Regions from separate parts of the Sus scrofa genome. Here region 1 is linked to region 2. Evidence: chromatin contacts called from public HiChIP or PLAC-seq data. All regions are on one chromosome and are shown on one strand. The core of a region is the stretch at or near the end of the contact, and the rest is flanking DNA. Distances in the headings are between cores, read along the strand shown. Region 1 overlaps PPP2R3A (serine/threonine-protein phosphatase 2A regulatory subunit B'' subunit alpha). Region 2 has its middle 77 kb from the start of PPP2R3A.

Region 1 (5,979 bases), core at 1,717-4,216, 160 kb after region 2:
GAGCTGCAGCTGTCGGCCTATGCCACAGCCACAGCCACACAGGATCTAAGCCATGTCTGCGACGTACACTGCAACTCATGGCAATACCGATCCTTAACCCAGTGAGCGAGGCCAGGGATCGAACCTATACTCTCATGGAAACTAGTCAGATTCGTTTCCACTGAGCCATGACGGGAACTCCATTGCTTCTAGACTTAAATTGTCAGCTCAAGGTGAACTGCTCATACCTTTAAAAATTGTGTGAATAACAACCTCAGAAGATATCATGAGTGTATGGGGTTTGTATTATTTTCGATTACGGTATCATCTCATGTTATTGGATTTTGCCTCTTAATTCTTAAAATCATTTATTTAAAAAAAATCATTCAATCATGTCTTCCGTTTAGCTTATCCCATGCAGTAAGTGCTTACTCACTAAACCAGCCTTACTTCCATTCTTTGCTCTGTAGATGGGTCCTCACCCCTCTGCAGGTGATGACTCTGTGCCTGCAGCACTCGCCCCCGAGTGCTTGTGTTCTCATGGCAGGCTGGCTACAAGAAAAGGAGAAGATAACCTCCAAGGGACAGCCAGGGAGGAGGTGGTCAGAGCAATGAGGAATGTTTTTATGGATTCTTGTAGTTAGGAAAGCTATTGGGAAGGCCAGCCTGAGTGTGCAGACTAAGTGATGCCAAAATGTAGTTGTAGAGACTGGGATCTGTTTTTTAAGTGCAAAGCAAACTCCATGTTTATGAAATCTTCATCCGTTGAAGTTTATCTCATTCATCTTCAACCTCAAACAGCCTTGGAGAGATTAATGCCCATTTCTGATTAAATTCTCAGTATGTAATTTATACTTTTTCCCACAGTCTTAAGTGTGATGGAAAAGAAATGAGTGGAGAATGAATCTAAGAGGGACAAAAGCAGCATAGGAACAGAAATCGAGGAACAGCAAGAAAGTATTTGTCACCACTGAGTTTTAGCCTCTAACAGAAAGTGAAGGGAAAAGAATGAAACTGTCTTCTGAACCATCCAAAGCCCCTCAGCACCTCTCATTGACTGACATTGCACCATCTTGACCCATCGTGCTTGTGGCATATAAAATAGCCTCTCTGTACCTTTATTTCTTCATCTGCAGAATGGGATAAAAATACCTGCCTTCTTTTAAATGGAATCAGATCAGGACCAAATAAAATAACAAACGTGATGAGATATTTTAAAATGATAAAGAACATTACAAATAATGGGCAGTCATCTTTTCCTGTGTATCATAGACAAGCTTGCTTTCAAGTTCTTTGCTAGGTCAGATTATAGGTGTTAATCAAGTTTTCTTTGCTCCAGAAACTTTAACTGCCATACTTTGACTCTTGCCTCCTCCTCTAAGTTTCCTAAACCCACTTTCAGCACGTCGGGTACCTCCTCATTTGTCATCCATTCTTTTCCTTTGTTAAAAGTCTTGACACATGCTTGTTCTCTCTTTTGTTATAAAACCCTCTGTTCTGTTGCCCTCAGATTAATATCATTTACTTTTTTAGGGGAGTTCTTATTAATCTCCTGACTCCCTTTACCTTTTTTTTTTTTTTTTTAATCTTTTCAGGGCCACACACATAGCATACAAAGGTTCCCAGGCTAGAATTCGAATCGGAGCTGTAGCTGCTGACCTACACCACAGCCACAGCATGCCAGATCCAAGCCGCATCTGCAGCCTACACCACAGCTCATGGCAACGCTGGATCCTTAACCCACTGAATAAGGCCAGGCATTGAACCTTCGTCCTCATGGATGCTAGTCAGATTTGTTTCCGCTGAGCCACAATGGGAACTCCCTGACTCCCTTTACCTTAATTCTTTGTTTTTAAGCAGATACAAGCCAGCCATAATTTTTTTTAAATGGTCAAAATATATCTGCAGCCCTTGCAATCCACTGCTCTCCCTGTTTTTTCCTTTAGCATTTTCTCCAAGAACCTGATACCTTCAGGCTGCCCAATTCTTGGCCACGCAGGGTGCCCCACTTTAAAAAAAAAGAGGTCGGCTATTAACCATCTAGTTCAAGACATACCTGTTCTATACCTTACCTCTTATGATTTTGCCTTTGGGTCATAATAAATTTTTAAATTTTTTTTTTTTAGAGCCTCACCTGTGGCATATGGAAGTTCCCAGGCTAGGGGTCCAATTGGAACTACAGCTGTCGGCCTACACCACAGCCATAGCAACACCAGATCCAAGTCATGTCTGTGATCTATACCACAGCTCACAGCAATGCCAGATCCTTAACCTTCTAAGCGGGGCCAGGGATCAAACCAGCATCCTCATGGATACTGGTGGGATTCATTTCTGCTGAGCCACAAGGGGAATTCCTAAATTTGTAAATGTTAATCCCAGTGATTTGCTACTCTTTAGGAGCTGGCACGCACACATTTTAACAGGAGTCTTCTGGATTAAAGACCATAATCCAAGGAAGTGAAAGTTGTTTAATAGTGGGTGAAGCCTCATGGGAGGTGGTTAAGTGCACAGTCCCTGCAAGTTTTGTAGCTAAGCTGGTGACCACTTCCTAGGGTTGAGCCAGAAGATTCCTGATCCCTTCCACTTCTGAAAACTCCATAGTAACTCTAATGGTGGGAGCTTCAACACTTTGACAAGCCAGTTCCCATCTCTCCCTGTGTTTTCTCTCTTTGTTTGTAGCTCTGTACCCCCACCTCCATAATACAGTCTCTTCTTTCAACTTTCCCAGCAGTTGCCAATAGCCTTTTCTTGGCAAACCCCCATTCTACATGGAAGGAAAGATTGGGATTGGGGGAAATGGATTTGACAGTTACCACCCAAAGTATATTAATTGTGAGCTTTGTACCTTGGCAATCATAATTTACACAATAAACAAAATCCATTTGGTTGCTAAGCAACACCTTTCCCTCATTCTTGACCTCAGTGGAGGTATTTGACCTCTGGACTTAAGAAATCTTAAATTCCACCCTGCTTGCAGAACATGCTTTAGTGGCTCTGGCAGGAGCAGTCTCTTATTTCTGCCCTGTACTTCCCTCCCTTGGTTTGAACCTCGCCATCTGTATCCTCCTCTCTGACATGAACCTGGCAGCCTCTGGCATTCTCTCAGAATAACTAATTTCAGACAAAGTACTAGTCAGGCTTCTGTGGGGACCCCCATGCACCAAGGCAACACGAGGAGCAGCTTCATCTGAACCTAATGTGGATTCACAGTCCACCACCAGAGGAGCTTCCCTTTGTAGAATAAGACTCAACAGACCCCCATCTAATATGAATAATAAGAATATCTTTTGTTATTGCCACACCCTTGGCATATGGGTATACCTGGGCCAGGGACTGAATCTGAACCACAACTGCTACTTATACAGCTGTGGCAATACCAGATCCTTAACCTACTGCACCAAGCTGGAAATCAAACCCACATCTCTGCAGTGACCAAAGCCACTGTAGTCAGATTCTTAACCCACTGCACCACTGAGGGAACTCCAAGAATATTTTTATCCAATAACAAGATATGACTCTTTGAAGAGTCAGATTTTGGAATGTATTTTATGTGTATATACAAAGTTGAGAACATTTTGGAGATAATTTTTCTGCTAATATTTAGATATTATTATTACTTAGAAGGAAACATTTTCTGTCTAGGAAGAAAAACAGTCATTTTGGCAAGAACTCTTATAAGAGTACAAGAATAATCTTTCTTGGGAGTTCCTGTCGTGGTGCAGTGGTTAACAAACCCAGCTAGTAAACATGAGGTTGAGGGTTCGAACCCTGGCCTCGCTCAGTGGGTTAAGGATCCGGCATTGCCATGAGCTGTGGTGTAGGTCGCAGATGTGGCTCAGATCCCGTGTTGCTGTGGCTGTGGTGTAGGCCGGCAGCTGTAGCTCTGATTCGACCCCTAGCCTGAGAACCTCCATATGCCATGGGTGTGGCCCTAAAAAACAAAACTAAACGAGTGGTTGCTTTAAATGTCATGATAGGGGAAAGAAACAAGACTATAAATGAACTCAAAGAAAAGGTAAATGGATTTTCATTTTCTTCGGTAAACATGTCATTCTCTTATTTTGTTTCCCCTGCCTCGCTGAATCTACCCTAGCTGATATTTCTGCCTCTGTCCCAGTTTTGCTCTTTCAAGGGCCCTTCTGTCCAGTGTGGCATGAAGGGTAAAAGCCACAAAGGCCCTTTCTTGGCCACGTCACCCCTTCCCTGCCCCTTGGCTTACACTGCATTTGTGTTTTATTTGCAGGTCTGTGGCTGCCCTCTGTATTGGAAAGCCCCCATGTTCAGGGCCGCAGGGGGAGAGAGGACAGGATTTGTGTCAGCACAGTCATTCATCGCCATGTGGAGAAAGTAAGTATGGGAGCAGTTACTCAGGGGCTGGTCCTCATGACATGCCTTATAAAGGTCACTTATTTCACTCATTTGTTCATTTTCCCTTTACCCTTTGTCCAACAAGTACAACTCAGTGATTCACAACCTTGTATGCCCACATACAAATTCTTTCCTTAAACCTTTGTCCTGCATGTCTCTAATCAGTAAAACAGACTTTCAGAAATACCTCTTTAATAACTATTTGGTAGTTTCTTAGTTGCACTTGTTAACAATTTGAGTCTTAGAATTTGTCTCTTGTAGCAGTGACATAAATGCTCCTTTAAGGGGAGCAGACCACACGTGTCACATGAAAAATAAAGCTTCCATTCTTATATGATCCAATTTAGAATTGTATCTAGTTGATTTATTAAAAATAACTGAATTCTAATAGATTTTAGTCATTACTTTTTGAAAGTTCCAAATAAGGAACAAATTGTATGTTTATCAAGATATTCCTGGATTTTAACATCTTGACAAGGTTTCTTGAATTCATATCCAACATTTTCTCTATTTTCTCTTTTCCTCTCATCTTGCTTCTTTAGAAGTTGTTTCTTGATATATTTATGCAATTTAAGAGAATGTTATAACTTGTCCCTTCTACCTCTTTTAACTGATCAACCTCCTTTTCATATGTTCTTCTCAAAGTCTTTTCTGAGCTAGATATCCTTTCTGATGAACTAACTATGGGGAAATGCTATTCACCTTTATCGCTATCGCATCATCATCATTATTATTTAAAATCAGTATAATAGTGGCAAAATTAAGCTTACAGATTCCTTCTAATCCTTTAAGGCTTTCTAAAAGCCTTTAATAGCAGAATGCTTGAGAACATAATAGGTGGTTAATAAGTGTATTCTTATTTTTTTAAATCTTATCTGCAAGTTGAGTTCACCAGGTTCTTCTTGGATTACAATAGAACTAAAGTGATCAGGGTATATAAGACTGCCAGTTAATGGGTTTCTTTTAAAGAACTGCACCAAAGCTGAAAGTTACAAATACTTCATGTTTTCCAGGTGAATTTTAGTTATTTTGTTACAGGAACTTGTAAATTTTCCAAATACCAAGTACTAAAATGGCCTTAGGGACTTCCCTGGTGGCACAGTAGGTTAAGGATCCAGCCTTTTCACTGCTGTAACACAGGTTTGATCCCTGACCTGGGAACTTCTATGTCCTGCAGGCACAGCCAAAAATAAAATAAAATAAAAAATAAATAAAATGGTCTTGGGAGAATCACTCCTCATATACCAGTGAAATGACCCTCCCAAGTTGGTGCTGTGGTCACCACTCCACCTCTCTTATAGCAAATAGGAAATAGCTGGATAAAAATATAAAAAATGTAGTTTTTTTAATGTGTGGTTAAGCAGTCATAAAAATAAGAGAATTCTTTGGATCCTAGAATTAACAAAAAGCACTAATTAGTCAGGTACAAACCAGTAAAGGGATTAGCATTTGCCATTCTGGCTGTTCTGGCAGCCTAGAACCTGGGGGAAGAAAATAGAGCCAAACACGTGAATAAGCGTGGTCGGCTTGGGTTCACTCTCCTTTCCCCACCAGTAAAGCTAAGACTTCAGCTGGGTGATCTGCTTGTCTATTATTAATTATTATTGTTGGAGTTCCCACTGTGGTACACTG
Region 2 (5,932 bases), core at 1,231-3,730:
TCCCCCTAGGCTTGGGTGGGCACAATCCCAGAGAGGAGCTTGGGCCATCCAGGGCTGGCTTTGTCCCTGCCCAGAAGGACAGGGGAATTCGTCCAAGCATAGAACAGGGCTTATGCAGCAAGATATCTTTGCCTGTACATCTGCCTCATAAAAACAATGCCAACAGAAGATGAGGAGCTCTCAAAACAAGAAGGCCCTCAGATAGGAGGTGAGCAGCTCACAGAAAGAGCAGCAGACAGGTACTGAAGACTAGGCACAGTGGAAACAGACTAGTTAAGGAGAAAACTCCCTAGCCTCAGCCATAAATGAAGCTCTGGTTAGGAAAAATGCCAACAGCACCAATACAGCTCACAAGGCCCTGCAGGACCCCAACCCTTCCTGCCAAACCCATCTCCAGCCACATCTCATGCCAGTCTCTCTCTGCTCTTCCTCGTCCTCCTCAATTCAGACATGTTCAACTCTTCAGTTTGAAAAGTGTGCCTTAGTCTTTCTTGTCTTAGGGTCTTTGCATGTGCTGTTCCATCTTCTGGAACCCTCTTTTCCTGACCACTATCTGGCCCACACCTGCTCATTCTTCAGATCTGTGGGGAAAAAACAGAACCAACCAAGTGAGAACAAACTAAGGCAATACATCCAAAGCAAGGTGGTTAGCCACTCTCACATGGGTTTGGACAGAGTCTCAAAGACAAGCAAAGGAGCAGCAAAGCTTTATAACCGAGAAAGGGAAGGTTTCCAGTGTGCCTGACTGGAGACTGCTGATGGGGGAAAGCTGTAGGTGGGAAAGCTAGGAGTGCAGTCCATGTGATTGGTTAGGGGTACAGATTTGGCTTTCCCTTGTTGACCCTAAGTTGGAAGTAAGGACAAAAATTAGGAAAGCTGTCAGTTTTTTGTTTTTTTTTTTGTTTTTTTGGGGGGTTTTTTTTTTGTTGTTGTTGTTGCTATTTCTTGGGCCTCTCCCGCAGCATATGGAGGTTCCCAGGCTAGGGGTCGAATCGGAGCTGGAGCCACCGGCCTACGCCAGAGCCACAGCAACTCGGGATCCGAGCCGCGTCTGCAACCTATACCACAGCCCACGGCAACGCCAGATCATTAACCCACTGAGCAAGGGCAGGGACCGAACCCGCAACCTCATGGTTCCTAGTCGGATTCGGTAACCACTGCGCCACGACGGGAACTCCCCGAAAGCTGTCAGTTATTAATCAAATCCAATCTGTTTGGGGCCTGTTGTTATAGGGGTTATTGTTTGGCTTCTTGGACCGGTTGCTCGACCTAGTGGTCTGACTTCCTACAAGTCTAACTTAGAGCAGCCTGGCCACCCAGGCTGGTTACTGTAGATTATGGGTCAGAGTTCTGCTTTGAATATGGTCTGACCATTGTCTATCCATATATTCAGACTCTCAGGTCTCAGCTCCCAGCATTTCCTCTTAAAGTCTTTCCCTGCCCCTGTGTACCTGTAGCTTCCTGAATTCCTCTATCCTAATTCTCAGCAAACCTGTAATTAGTACTTGCCCAGTGGGTTACCATCTCCATGAGGGTAGGGACTATAATTTTTTATTTATTCATTCTCTATGCTCAGCACCGAGCAAAGGGCTTAGCATACAATAGGGGCTCAATAAAAAATATATATATATATATTACCTGGATGAATGGAATTGGGAATGGTTGAGTGGAAGTCAGACTTTTGCAGAGCTGAGGACAAGGTTCTATTGCTTCTCAAATGACCAGTCTCCAGAACCCTCTGCAAAGAGTAGCTGAAGCCATGTGTTCCACACTGGTTTTGCCCCTGAGCCATCACGCTATTTCAACAGAGCCACCCAACAGGGAAAATAAGGTCCCATTGCTTATAGAGCCACCAAAGATGTGGGCTGTTTCAAGTTCACTTAGTTCGCCATCCATGAGTGAAACTTATCTGGGATCCAACACCTACCTGGGTATCTCCATCTTAAGCCACATTGCCTTGTAAGCATGGATCGCTGACAATATCCTACAAAATACTCCACTGGATCCTCGTGCTACCCATTTAGCAAGATTACTTGTGCTGAAGTTCTGGCATAAACCTGCCAGCTGTAACATATCTTGCTGATCTGACCCAGTGGTGACCTACAGTGCTCGGTGTATGGGCTGTTTTCTTTTATTTTCCAACCTCTGAAGATTGTCAGAATTCTGCCTGTCTAAGCAATAAATCCATCTTTTCAGGGATCAATTGCAGTGACTGGCTGCAAAGCCTGGAAATCCAATTAACTGCAAAATAAATAAAAAATGAAAAATACACTGAAGCTGTGGCATAAATCAGCTAGAAATTGTCCTGCACATTAAAATAAACAAGGAGAAATTTCAACTTCATTTGTCTTCTTTTCCTTTTTTAAACCCCATTATTGATAAATTTAGCCTTGGTTCCAATTTTGTCTTAGCCACCACTTGCTCAAGTATAGATCTGTTGGGATGGCTATCTCTGTTCTAATTATACCCTGCAGGCGCTCTCCGGAGCAAAGCCAACTCGGCTAGGATTACCTTGGTGCCATATGTAAAACTTTAGGCCCTCTCTCCCTTCATCTTTTTACACCACATGTGTTCTTAAAGGGGCATAAATCTGCTCTAACGTTGCGTGGGAAATATGAGTTATTTTGGCTTTCTGGGACATTTTGAAAAGGACAGAGTTTTCATCAGTTGGCTGATTGAAAGGCCCAGTGCCTCACTACTACTAGGTCTGCTGGGCTGCAGCCAGGACCCACAAAGACCATGGGCACTGGACAACATTTTCGATGTGTAGAAGTGGGTTGAGTGCTTCATGGCAATGAACCTCACTCCCAGCTACATCCCCAGGCTTCCCATCAATGCCCTGGAAAGGGACCCTCTGGGGCCCAAGGGACCCAGCAACTTGAGCAGCCACCTGGTCAGAAAACAGATTGGGAAAGGCATGGAAGGAAAATCTACTTGAGCTCCCAACTGTTACTGGAACACAGATTGGTTTCCTGAGGGTGTCATGTAGAGGACAATCGGGGTGGTGATCACTATTCCCAAGCCATGGCTGGAGTCCAGAGTGGGAAGGCTCTGCCACGGATTCACTACGTGACTTCAAACCATCATGAGCTCCTCTGGATGCATGTCCTCGTGTGTAAACGAGCAGGCTGAAATAGAGGTTCCTAAAGCGCTTTCCAGTCCCAGTGTCTGTGATTCCATGTTTGGTGAGTTACAGCATATATTTTATCTAAGGAAGGTTTGTGGAAAGAGTATTCCCATTTTGATGAACTATAAACTAGCTCTTCTAGCCTCCCTTTTTCTTGGTACCCTGCTGTGTCATCACTGAATTTGCCATTTTCTGGATTGTAAGCATTACACAGACAACAGGTGTTTGTCAATGATGTTCCCATGGAAAACAGGAAAACCGAAAGTTGAGTGTTTCTCAACATTTCTTATCAGAAAAGCAGAATGACTCACCATTGCTCAAAAAAAAAAAAAAAAAAATGCTTTCACTCCATCCTATCTCCAAATATTCCTTAGATAAAATGATATCAACAAATGTGACAAGAAACCTTTCCCCATCTGTCAAAATGTGCCCATGTGAACAATTTAAATTTGTAATTTCAATTCAAATCACAAATTTTCTGTTATCCTTAGCTGGTGATTGATTTGGTTTTACTAAAAAAAAAAATTGCCTTATTTTCCAAACTTATTTTCAAAATTCTATTTACCCAAAAACAAAACCAAAAGAAAATAAATAGGATGACGGGAAGCCGTAACCGTTAGAAACACAGTCATTACTACCTAGAGGTATTTCCATGGTCATAAACTAAATTTGCTGCCACAGAAAACAGAAAACACATAGGGCCTGGGGGCTCTTCTTAAGTCTAGCTGGAGAGACAGAATTTTATGCGAGGAAATTACTGTAAACTGGTCTCAATATGATGGGGAAATAAATTCACCCTCTTATTCTCAATCCTGATGGCTTTCATATTTTTTCCTTAACACTAACTCTAAGCTAGGCACTAGGAAAACAGCAATGAACACAGCAGCCAAAGCCGCCTTCCTGAAGCTTACGGAGGGCAATACATTTATCCAGCAGTCGAGGAAACAATGGGTTAATTTCAAGGGAAACCCTCGGTTATTTAGCATAGAGTAGCCACACATTGTTTTGTTAACCTATGGCTGCATTTTTCTATTTTCATCTATTGGTGTTGGCATCAAGAAGGCAGCAGGAGCCTAAGGCTCTTATCTTTCCAATCCCTCTTTCTTCTCCAAGGCAGGTAGTTACAAGTACCAAATAAGTTTCTATTCTCACTGTGGGGTTTTTTGGTTTAAAACTGTTTATTGATCAATAAAAAAAAAGTAGAAAATCACAAAGTCATTGCCTGGGGAAACTGTACTAGTAATTTTACAGCAGGCTAGATAGTAAGGAAAGATTACAAATGTTAGTAGGCGGGAGGCCTGCCTCATGCTGAAAGCAAGTCAATTCTGACAAAAAAAAAAAATCTAACCACCATTACTGACCTTGGAGAGCCTACACAAGGTCAATGGCGGAATGAATATGATTATATTGGTCCTATTCCCAGTCTGTTTACTAGCTCGAGAAAAAAAGTGGACAGACATCATATGTACTCCCATATGCTTAAAAGTAATAAACACTGTAAATAACAGACTCAAGTCCTCAAAAGAATGCAAAAGAGAATGTACGTAGGCTGGAGAACAACATTTTTAAATAGATTATAAAGTTAATTTTTAAAATAGGACTGTCACTGGGACATATTGCTGCCACCGTAACTATTTATATTAATAACTCTGACTCATCCAACCAGTCTCCATAAGCTCAGAGAGTATCCTGGCAGTGTTCATTCATTCTTTCAGTCATCCTTCCTCCCATCTGTTCAACAGGGACTGCTTTTGGTGTGAGTATCCAGAACTTCCAGAGGGATACCATTGCCCTTGTCCTTAAATCTGACAATGACCTTCACCTTGGCTCCTCCAAGGAGAACATTCATTCCAAACTACTCCATAGCTTTTCCTCCACTACTTGCCTTATTTCTCCTTAAACCTTTCTGTGTCCATAACCCAGATCTCCCTAAAATATCTGGGGTCAAATATTTCCAATACCCTCTTCTTCCTGCTTATATCCTCGCCCACCTCTCTAACCTCCATGGGTTCTATCAGTAACCATTTTGATTCTATTATATCCCCTCTAGCTCCTCTGTTGCCAACTTAATCTCTTGTGCCCCAACCTTGATCTCTTCTGTCAGCCTTCCTTACTCTAGCAGTGAGACAATGTGCATCATCTTAAATATCATATGCCTTAAATATCAAATGACTTTTCAGAGACACAGTAAGCTCTGGGTCTCAACAGTCATCCAACCATAGGTTTTCATGTAACAATTCCTGGGGGATGATGAAGAGGTCAGTAAAGGGTGACATGTGTGGACTCTCTCATCAGGTAGGGTCCCCATCCATTCCCAGGTAAGTTATCATTTTCATGTTCAGGGCAGAGCCCTTGGTCTTCAGTCCCAAAATCCAAAATGTAGGCATCACTACTTGGCTCGGATGGGTCACATTCCATCCATCAGAAATAGCCACCCGAAGACGTAGGATCAAGTCATGATCATTATCCAACACCTCAGCTTATCATTTTCCAAAAAAGATCAGCTCCTGATGGAATAGCACCCTGGACAGGTAAGCTTTGAGGGGGAGGAAAGGCTCACAGCTCAAGGCTCTGTCTATGGTGGTCAGGTCAAGACAGGCCACAACATGAAGTGTCTTAGCAGGCAGGTGGAGCTTAAGGACACATCATTCCTCTAGAAGAAGGCATTGAAGACTTGGACTTGACTTGACTTTGACAAGGACTTAAAGGCACTGAAGCAGAGAGAGATGAGAGGGTCATTACAGAGGCAAGCTCTCCACTTTTTACTTTGGTCAAAGGGAACCTACGGCATGTTCTGGGAGGGCA

The links. HiChIP or PLAC-seq counts read pairs in DNA pulled down with a chosen protein or histone mark.
Region 1: an H3K27ac HiChIP or PLAC-seq map of skeletal muscle shows a contact between it and region 2. The contact joins two enhancer-like sites. A contact is called at or near these places in 2 of 47 Hi-C or Micro-C datasets (both in skeletal muscle) and 1 of 2 datasets of contacts at active chromatin or transcription factors (skeletal muscle).

Annotation. Positions count from the first base shown.
Region 1 is chr13:77,020,800-77,026,778 of Sscrofa11.1, forward strand. PPP2R3A (serine/threonine-protein phosphatase 2A regulatory subunit B'' subunit alpha) reads left to right here. Exons shown (of 14, transcript XM_021069482.1): 4 at 4,223-4,326. Among named protein-coding and RNA genes, the nearest start is that of PPP2R3A, 78 kb to the left of the region's middle. Within about 2 kb of position 2,967, at least 10 of the 83 cell types and tissues checked have an H3K27ac peak or open chromatin away from gene starts, as enhancers often do. A contact at or near this core is called in skeletal muscle, where this site is marked.
Region 2 is chr13:76,865,796-76,871,727 of Sscrofa11.1, forward strand. No RefSeq gene overlaps it. Among named protein-coding and RNA genes, the nearest start is that of PPP2R3A, 77 kb to the right of the region's middle. Within about 2 kb of position 2,481, at least 2 of the 83 cell types and tissues checked have an H3K27ac peak or open chromatin away from gene starts, as enhancers often do. A contact at or near this core is called in skeletal muscle, where this site is marked.